Linked DNA regions of Pan troglodytes: region 1 is linked to region 2. A link is a contact called in public Hi-C data. All regions are on one chromosome and are shown on one strand. The core of a region is the stretch at or near the end of the contact, and the rest is flanking DNA. Distances in the headings are between cores, read along the strand shown. Region 1 overlaps USP24 (ubiquitin specific peptidase 24). Region 2 has its middle 63 kb from the start of USP24.

Region 1 (4,863 bases), core at 1,675-4,174, 130 kb before region 2:
ATGAGCGAGTAATTTCATGGAGCTGACGCAAAGCTGGTACCACCCATACAAACTGGGGATTATTAAGCTGAGATGACTAGAGTTAAAAAGAAGTTACATTAATTAAATTTAGAAATAAACAGCAGATTCATTTATTAGCTATAAAAAATTTCAAGTCAATCAGGTTTATTGTTACACATTTTATTATTTTACTCTTTATATTGACCATTTAGAGCTTATCTCCATGCACTCATAATTCAGTCTTCAACTTCTTATTCTGCATGCAATTTCCTAAAGCCAAGAACTGCAAACAGGAGTGGATATGAAGTGACAGTAAATGTACAGGGGTACATCAGCAAAAAACAGACAACAAGGAATTAGCAACTTCAGAGGATAGATTAAGTAGCACAGGCTGCTAAGTCATGTTGACACAAAATAAATTGATGGCCAAAGCTTAACTTGGATAATACTGAACTGCATGGTAAGTAAAATGGAGTAAGAATATTGCTTTCTATGATTATATGACTAGGATACCAATGATATGATCAAGACACTGGTAGTGGTCTAAATATTAAAGAAAATATTCATAATCTGTATTTCCTAGTTAAAACACTTTCATAAGAGGTAATTCTATTTTTATTAATTATTACAGACATTTTACACTTACACTGTACATTTTTCAAAACACTTTCAAATATATTATTTCTGAAACTGGTATATGACAATCCAGATCGTCATAGTACAGATCTAAAAAGTCTACTGTTTGTGTAATACTCTTTATAAAGAGAACTACTTTTTAATAAATAGCATCTTTCAAACTATGAAATTTCAAAATTTGGTAAGAATTTCAGTTTAAACATGACTATTAAATCTCTAACCAAAAAGCTGAGTAAAAACTTAACTCTCCTCAGCATTCCTCAGAGGCTGAATTTTTTGTTTTAAAGCCTCCTTGTTCTATTGAGCCTTAGTGTAAGATGAAGACCCTTGTGAAGGGGAAATACACTTTTGTTGTCTTTGTAGAGAAACATCTCACTATTGAATATGTAAATGTGAGCAAGTTATTGTCACACAATACTTTTTTCCTTGCCTCATAGGGATCAGCCAATCCTCAATCAGCAAATACTGTATTTCCTAGATTCATATATTTTAAAAAGATTTCATATATTTTAACATATCTGAAAGTGACACTTTAGACAATTATGTCACAAGAAACTCACCAGCCACTAGGCACAGGAGTAAGTTTTTATATAGCTGTGCTTACCTGAATATGTGCAAACTTAGCTGTACACAAAAGATATTTGTTCTTCTACCTATCATTTTAGTTGTTACCTGGTATAGGTAGTACCAAACAAGAATGGCTTTCTCACTTAAATTTGGATCACTAATTTGTTACTTAAATGTTATCAAAAAGATTACACTATAATGCAACACTAACTAACCAGTTGTGTCCATCAACACAATTAAAATAAAACAGTCAGTGGTCTCACACTAAAGCATTTTCCAAAGCCAGAAGTTGGCATGACAGACTCATACCCTGTGAAGGGCTGTACCACTCAGCACTAAATGTCTCTCTGTCCTAAGCTGCACCTTATTTCAAGAGAAGGTGTTTAACTTGTAGTGTATATAACTCAATTATGAAAAAAAGCAAGTTGAGTTTTACAAAAGAGAACAAGCACACAAAACTCCATATTCATCAACATGCCTCAAAATTATACAGCTAATCATAAAGATTTCAGAGAGGTCCAAAGCATTACTATATACAATGCAAAGCAGTGTGCTCCCATGAAGTTGTTCATAATTGTTCAAAAAAAGGCTTAGGCTCAACCTTTCATTAAGAATCTAAACCAATGGTCCATAACTGCAAAACGGACAGTTTCTTTTTTTCTTCTTTGCAAGTTTATTAAATCTGAGCTGCAGGGTGCAATCACTGGCATCTTAGAATCACAGAAATAAGGTATATATTAAAGGTCAACTACTTGTGAGACTAGCTAGACTACTTCTGGCTACACTATAAAAGTTGCAAAATGACAGTAATAAAAACTGTAAGGTTTATATCCAAACAGATACCTTCCCAAAAGGATTACAAAATTGGGACATAAATATGAACTCTTCAGCAAGAAGCAAATATATTAAAAAGTATCATGATGGCCAGTTAAGTCAATTATGGGAACAATATTTTTATTTAATATTGAAAATTATCCTTTGAAGGTAACTTGTTATACAATAAAATTCAAAGAAAAAGTCTATAAAACTAAAATTTAAGAATTATTTCTGATATAGCCTTCTTAAAGTTTAGCAAACAGGAAAGATGTTGTTTATTTCATCTTATCTATGACATGGTGACAAGTTATAAGAAAAATTTAAATTACTCTTCTCCAATTACATTGAAGATATCTGATAATGTCACAGAGTGGAGATTTCATAAGTAGGAGCTGATGGGATGTCTAAATTGGACTCAACATTAGATGAAGCCTTAGAGGTCAGTTGGTTTAGCCTGCAAACCTATGCCTAAATTCTCTTTATTCATTTTTTATACAATGACTGACTTAGTATTTCCACTGATGAGGAACTCACTACCTCAGAAGGGACTGTATTCTGTTTTCAGACTGTTCTCACATAAAAGTTCATTGATACTGAAACATGCTTCTGCATAACTTCTTAGGAGACATAAAAAGTAAGTTGAATGAAACTTCTCTATAACAATGCTCTAAGTATTTAAAAAAAGCTTTCACATTTTCTTGAGTTCTCTCTTCTCAAAGTTGAACATCCCCACTTCCTCATCTGTCTTGTTTTTCCAGACCTATCCTTCTATCTAGGACCACAGCAAAAATTTTTGCTTGGGAGGACAATTTCTAAAAGTTATTTCCTCCTGTACTAACCACATCATGTGAACGTATCTGTACTGAGGACATCTTGCTACTTTTACTTTCTGTTACGTGTTTCGGTAAGTAGAGGCAACTCAGCTATGGCTATGTAAGGCTTTTGGTGTCCTCATAGGGTGAAGGGGAGGAAGTAAGAGGAAGGAAACCAACATTTGCTAAAAGCCTGTCAGGCACTATGGTAGGTGGCCTGAAGATAAACAACTTAAGGAATATGCAGTACAACTAACTGAGGAAAAATGAGGGTTTTTTTTGGTTTAGTAATTTTTTTTTGGATGAGTACATTTAAACTTTTTAATTGAAGAAAAAAAGAAGTGACATAAGAGGGAAGGATTGGGGTAGACAGTGGAAGGTATAGAAGCAGCAAAGGAAAGAGGACCAAGGGAGCCGAGGGTACCCTGCAGAATCTACAGAAATAAAGTTAGGAAATCAAGGTCAGAATTTCTGAACACAACAGTGGAACTTGGGAATTTTAAGAGTATCAAAAGCAGAGGGAAGGGGAATCAGTTGGGGGAATAGAGGTAGCTGAGGGTGGGAGGGGAGTAAGAAGTGGGTGATCTTGTCTTACCCTTTGCTTAGTTTCTGTGTAGCCTGGCAGGGAGACATAATCCCCAGTCAGCCCACCTTGCTGCCTGGCAGGAAAGGGCATAGCATAGAAAAACACCTTTAGTGGAAGTAAATAATTCACCCCCCTGCCTGGAGCCATATCCAGGGGGCTTTGATCTTCCCACTGCCCCCCTTCAGCAATGTGTACTTTGTAAAAGTCCATGAAAGCACTTAGTAAACTGAAAAGTGCTATATAAAAGGCAAGATATTATTGTTTAGAATGAAATAATGGTACACCAGTATTTCTTTACTGGGAGCAGTGGGGAAATAAAAAAGAAAGAATATTCCTTTCGAGTCTCACAAAATAACTCCAAAAATTCTCCTTTTACTTTTTGAGTTTTGTTATAAAACAACAGACATAAATGAAATGACTGCAAAGAGAAGCAATAAAGATGCAATGATGCAACTGACTAGAAAAGCTAAGTAATGCTTAGCTGTAACAAGGAAGGAATAATGGTCAGGAGGGATATTCTGGTTTCAAACGCCACTTCCCTGGAGGGAGGGAAAAATCCATTTAGCTTTGACCTTTTATATGTAAAGGAAACGTGTCTGTTGCTGAGAAGACAAGACCATTTTTCTATGGATACCCTTTTCCTCTTACTATTGAAGGTTCTAAACATCTTCAGTAACTCTGGATGAATTTTAATCATAAGGAGAGGTTGCTAAGTTATTTGAATCACTGAGCTAAGGAAACTGGAAAAATTCAAATTGTATCTGAGTGAAAAGAAAGCAATGTTGTTGAGTTAAAAGAAAAATTCCTCATAACCTGAGAATTACCAGCTCCAGTTTGCAAATACCTTTTAAAATTTCTAAAGCTGGGTTACATGTAGAAAATTCACCTGGTCACATTTCAGTGTCAGAAATATAAAACACAAAGTTCTTCAATGCCCCCAACTAAACTTTGTGATCAAACACAACATAAGAAATAAAAGCCCACTGAGCTAAGAGTCTCTTAATATACCAATGAAAATTAGTTGGCAGTATCCAAGATCCTTTAAAGAAATACTTAACAAAAGCCAAGGAATATGTTTTACTAATGAAATTATTAAGCCACTAGTTATTCTACCAAAACTTTTCTTATGTTAATAATAAAATGAAAATCAGAAAGTGGAAGCCTTTCCAGTGCTAGGCTTTAAGTTTGGTCTGGGCACCCTGAGGGTCTAGGTGAGAGGACAACGCTGCTCCAATTAGGGCTGCTGCAACAACAGAAGCACAGTCCACTGAGCTGGCTGCTGTGATCAGCCCTCTCAGAGGAGAGGCTTGAGGCTTAAGGACTGGAACAGCAGGAGAGCTGCAATCATTACCGCTCAATCTGCTAACCACCACCTCCAAGGACAGTCCAGAAGTTCACAGTAACCTACAGTCCCAGTCCCTCTTATACAAGTCCGTATCCAACCCT
Region 2 (4,866 bases), core at 1,975-4,474:
AAAAAATAAAGTCTGTTAATTAAAACAATTGGGTCTATATGATGGTAAAATGTGTGCTCTTGCCTCCAGCTCACGACTCTCAGTGTGCCTGCATTCAGCTGCCCACTTCTCAACCCCTTGGGTCTTAATTCTGCGAAACCCTGGCCACTTTGCCTAAGCCCGAGACTGCCCTGGCCTTACTCAAGTTTGATCTGCTGTCCCTGCTACCTCCCTCTTCTTCATGGCTTAGAAGCTCCTGAACTTGGCACCAGACGGACTTGAGCGACAACCTCTCTAAGCCTCATTTTCCCCATCTGTATGAAAGAAAATGCCACCAGATTATTGCTTAAGGTTCAGGGTGGTGCCAGACCCAGCGTAGCCTCCTATTGCTCTGGGAGGCTGACTCTGGGAAGGTGGTCCTTTCAGATGCCCCATACAAGAAGTAAGGAGAGGGGGTGAGGAAAAGAGAGTGGAGCAGGACGACCTCCGGGGACCAGCACACAGCAGCTGGGCTGGCCAGCACCCTTCCTGCCACTGACACACCTCAAGACATGTTTGTTTTCTGGGTCCTCCTCAGGGTCAGAGTGGGAGCAGGGAGCACGTGGGGCGGTGGGGGACAGATGTTGTTTTTCAAGTGACAAGTGCGACTCTGTTTCCGATTCTCACAGGCAACCTGAATGCCCATCACATCAGGCAGGGAGAGCTGCCCAGATCTGACACTAACCCCTTGTGGAAGTGCCTGGCGGGTCCGTGGGGTGAGGGGGTACCTCCTACAGGGCAACGAAGGCGGAATGAATTTAGTGCCTGTGAATGAAGCGGGATTGGCAGCCTTTGAAACAAACTCTGTCTTTGTTCCTGACCGTACCTCCCAGACCAGGGCAGTGCCAGCTTTCTTCACTCCATCCTGCCCACATTCTTTGGCCCAACTCAGCTGTGAGGACAGGCACAGAGGCTCCCATGTTTTAAGCCCTAGAAGGAATCAGTTAATCTGTGTCTCGGAGACCCACAAGCAGCCTGCGGCCTGCACGGGTGGAGTCTTAGAGCTGAGTTGCCAAGATAGCAGCTTTCACACACTTGTGACTGTAGCCTACAGTGAGAAATAAATTTTGCACTATGACCCAGTGACACACACCCATCCACCCACACACGCACATTCATGTACACGCTCACACACAATCTAAACATTTAAAAAATGAGAGAAATAGACTAGACAGTATAAGAATGCAGTAAAGATAAATACTGTTTTGTGAAATGTGTGTATGTGTGTAACTCTGTGTGTGTGTTGAGTCACGCATGATAGAAAGTGTATTTCTGACTGTGGATTGTGGTAAAAAAAAAAATCAAAAGAAATTTGTCTGGATCATTGTTTCTCCAACTATATAGTAAATCACCAGACTAGAGATTGACAAAACACTTTACCATATTAAAGTCCCCGAAATTCCCACAGCAAAGAGAATCTGTTGAACTTTGCTGATACCCCTACTTCCCCCGCAAATGCTAATATTACTATGTCATGGAACCAATATTTCATAGAACACAGTCCTGGAAGGAATTTGAAAAATTCTCTAGAATTTCCACAGGAGTTTTTAGCCACAGGGTAAGAGGGAGTCTATTTCAACAAGTGCAGAATTACTAAATCTGTTATATTGTTGGTTGCCATGTAAGTTTTTTTTTAAGTCCTCCTGCTGAGAAATGTTTGAAACCTACACGTCTCATCCAGCTCTCTCATGTTATGATGGGGGAAGTGACTGGGCCAAGGTTATCCAGTGAGGTCATGGAGAACTGAGACTCAATTTTGCTGAGTTCTCAACTGTAAACCCCTGACTCCACCTCCAGGATCAGATAAATGCCCTGATGGAGGGAGGTTAGGGGCAAGATAATGTATATGAAATATATGAAACTTCTTTGAACAGGCAGAAAATGTATAATAAATCTAAGGAACATATATCTTTTTTCTAAGCCTCAGAAAGGAGATTCTGTAGTTCCAACCAGGAAGTTACCAACCCTATTGTATTGTAACTTAATGAAAACTTTTTCCTATTTTCCAATTCTAAAGAAAGTTGCTCATTGCTATATTAAAACAAATCCAAGAAGTAAGAATATTTAGGCATTACTCTTCTTCTAACTAAAGCCCTATTATTGTTTTCCCAGAAGAGACTTTGCCTATATTGCATTCAAACCAGCAAAAAAATGTCTATTCCTCATCCACAGAGGAATGGAAGTGAAAGTCGTTTTACACGCAATACTGTCTGTATCTAGCAATGCTCATTCAACTTTTGTTGAATGGACAAACGCTTGAACAGTGATTGCGTGTGTCAACGAAGCACTCTCTGTCCTTGGTCAGCCAGTTCTGTGCCACAGGAGCAGATCTCTAGGGACTCTCAATGGCTGCCTTGCCTTTTGGCTTCTGGTTGAGTTTGGCCCAGAGAGCACTGGCAGGGACTCAGAGAGTGGGGAAGAGTGGGTTTGCGTATTAATTCCCCTGGCTGCTTCCCTCTACTGAAGATCACAGCTCCTGCCAGGTGGTGGGAAGCCACCCAGCCCACCTTGTCCCTAGATTCCCATAACCACTCCCTTTGGCCTGGGGGTCACTGCCCCCACAGATACTGATTTAAGGTTTCTCTACATCCTGACTATACATTTGCAATTCCTTTGTTAACTCTCCCCAAGGTACCCCATTTGAGTAGGACCTTGACTGTTTGCTGCGGCCTTGACTTATACTCTGTTTTGTATTCATTTTCTCTTAATATTGCGTAATTTATTGCCTCCCCATCTCCTGCCCCATTTAGTGTGTTGACACTTGCTAAGATATAGAAGACTCATATTTCTCTCTTTTCTCTCCCTTTTGTTGAGAGGCAACCATGGAGATAGCAGGACTTCTTAACCCTGGGGTGCTTTAAAAAACTGAGGCCTGGGCCCCACCTGGAGATTCTGACTCACTGGGTCTGGGTGGGCCCCAGCATGTCTGTTAACAGAAACTCCCCAGGGAACAACTGATGAAGGGAGGGAGGCCTAGCTCTGCAATTTGTCTCTGTGAGATCATAGGCGAGTCCTTCTCCCGGGGCCTCCGTGCTCCACGTGTTGTGTGTGTGTGCGTGCGTGTGCGCCTGTGTGTGTGAGCATGTGTGTGTGAGATGATCTTCGCTCTCTGACTCTGGATCTTATATCGCAGTCCCTAATTCTGATCCCAGCGGCTGAGGCCAGGGTGAGAACTTGGGTTCTGACTGCATGCACCACTGCCCTCTTGTGGACATGCGCACAACTGTGACGGTGGCTGATGCGTTCTCCCCTGTCACCAATGTTAGGAATCAATAGTGCTTCAAGGGGTGATTTAGTCAAGCATAGCAAAGGCTGCGATTAATCACTCCCTGAAGATAGCCATCTCCTTTTTTAAACAGACTTTAGTGAAGACTTCATCCTGAGCATTCTTATTTTAAAAGTTGATTAATTTTTTTAGAATTAGCTTCCTATAGTAAGGGGATGGGGTGGAGTAATTGCTTTGTAGAATAACCATGATTAAAAATAAGGTGGAGCATTCAGGAAAAAGTCAAAAAGACCATCAAGTAGTCCCTGGGAGAGAGCCGCATAGCAGAGTGGCTGGGAGTCCCAGGGATGAGGGAGCAAAGGTTCTGCAGCTGAGCTGCTCAGAATGTTTCCTCCCCTGCTCGCAGATACCCCTCCTGAACGTCTTCTAACCCGCCCCCCCTTGGAAATTTCCTCCTCTGGTGTCAGCCTCCTCTTGCCCCATCTTCTCTCAGTTCCTTTCTTCGAGCCCCTTCCTGGCCTCTGTGTTCTACCACACACATGCTCTTCTGTTTCCTTTTGTTCAACAGATTTCACTGGCCCATTCGCAGAAAAAATGGTAACAACCTGTTAGCTGTTTTCATCAATTTATGTGATGTATTGTGCATTAATTACTAGTATTCTCTATGTCATATTATTATTATTAGAGATGATGGAAGAGGAAGGGCATTGTATATTAATTATCAGTATATTTCATATATATATATGTACGTACGTGTATTTGTTTGAGACAAGGTCTTGCTTTGTTGCCCAACTGGAGTGCAGCAGCACTGCAGCCTTGAGCTCCTGGCCTTGAACTCCTGGCCTCAAGTGATCCTCCCACCTTGGACTCCCAAAGTGCTAGGATTACAGGCGTGAGTCACCATGCCCAACTAGGACTATATAATAATTATTTTGGGGGAAAGATATAAGAAAAAGGATAAATGTGTTTCTAAAATTGGATATAATTTTGAACATTTAAATTTACCTGAAACAGTTTTTGTGTCATATTTGTACAATTTTTTTTTTCTTTTGAGACAGATTTTCGCTCTTGTTGCCCAGGCTGGGGTGCAAATGGCGCAATCTCGGCTCACTGCAACCTCTGCCTCCCGGGTTCAAGCAATTCTCCTGCCTCAGCCTCCCAAGTAGCTGGGATTACAAGCACGTGCCACCATGCTGGCTAATTTTTTTGTATTTAGTAGAGATGGGGTTTCACCATGTTGGTCGGCTTGTCTGTAACTCCTGACCTCAGGTGATCCACCCCGCCTCGGCCTCCCAAAGTGCTGGGATTATAGGCATGAGCCACTGCGCCCGGCCTTGTACAACTTTTAACAGTGATTTTGGGTTCTCCATGATCTCTCCTGCCGCCTCTGTGCTGCCATCATATGGGTTAATATGAATCCATTCAACAGTGTTTTTTCTTGAGCACCTACTCTGTGCCAAGCAGTGTTCTAGGTTCTGAGGATACAGAAGGGAACAAAATTATCTCTTCTCTCATAAAGCTCAGATTCTGATGAGAGGTGAATGTATACATAATCTGAGGGGATGGTTCTTAATTTATTTGCTTCAACAGTTCCTTCTGGAACTTTGGAAATAGGAACAAGC

Evidence for each region. Hi-C and Micro-C count contacts between places; a contact is called where the count stands out from the background.
Region 1: a Hi-C map of a lymphoblastoid cell line shows a contact between it and region 2, with 3 times the contacts expected there. The contact joins two enhancer-like sites. A contact is called at or near these places in 5 of 7 Hi-C or Micro-C datasets (blood, induced pluripotent stem cells, a lymphoblastoid cell line and 1 more) and 1 of 1 other capture datasets (stem cell-derived neural stem cells).

Annotation. Positions count from the first base shown.
Region 1 is chr1:175,823,127-175,827,989 of NHGRI_mPanTro3-v2.0_pri, reverse strand. It overlaps USP24 (ubiquitin specific peptidase 24), which reads right to left. Exons shown (of 68, transcript XM_016919208.4): 17 at 1-76. Among named protein-coding and RNA genes, the nearest start is that of USP24, 64 kb to the right of the region's middle. Within about 2 kb of position 2,924, at least 1 of the 24 cell types and tissues checked has an H3K27ac peak or open chromatin away from gene starts, as enhancers often do. A contact at or near this core is called in a lymphoblastoid cell line, where this site is marked.
Region 2 is chr1:175,695,804-175,700,669 of NHGRI_mPanTro3-v2.0_pri, reverse strand. No RefSeq gene overlaps it. Among named protein-coding and RNA genes, the nearest start is that of USP24, 63 kb to the left of the region's middle. Within about 2 kb of position 3,224, at least 4 of the 24 cell types and tissues checked have an H3K27ac peak or open chromatin away from gene starts, as enhancers often do. A contact at or near this core is called in a lymphoblastoid cell line, where this site is marked.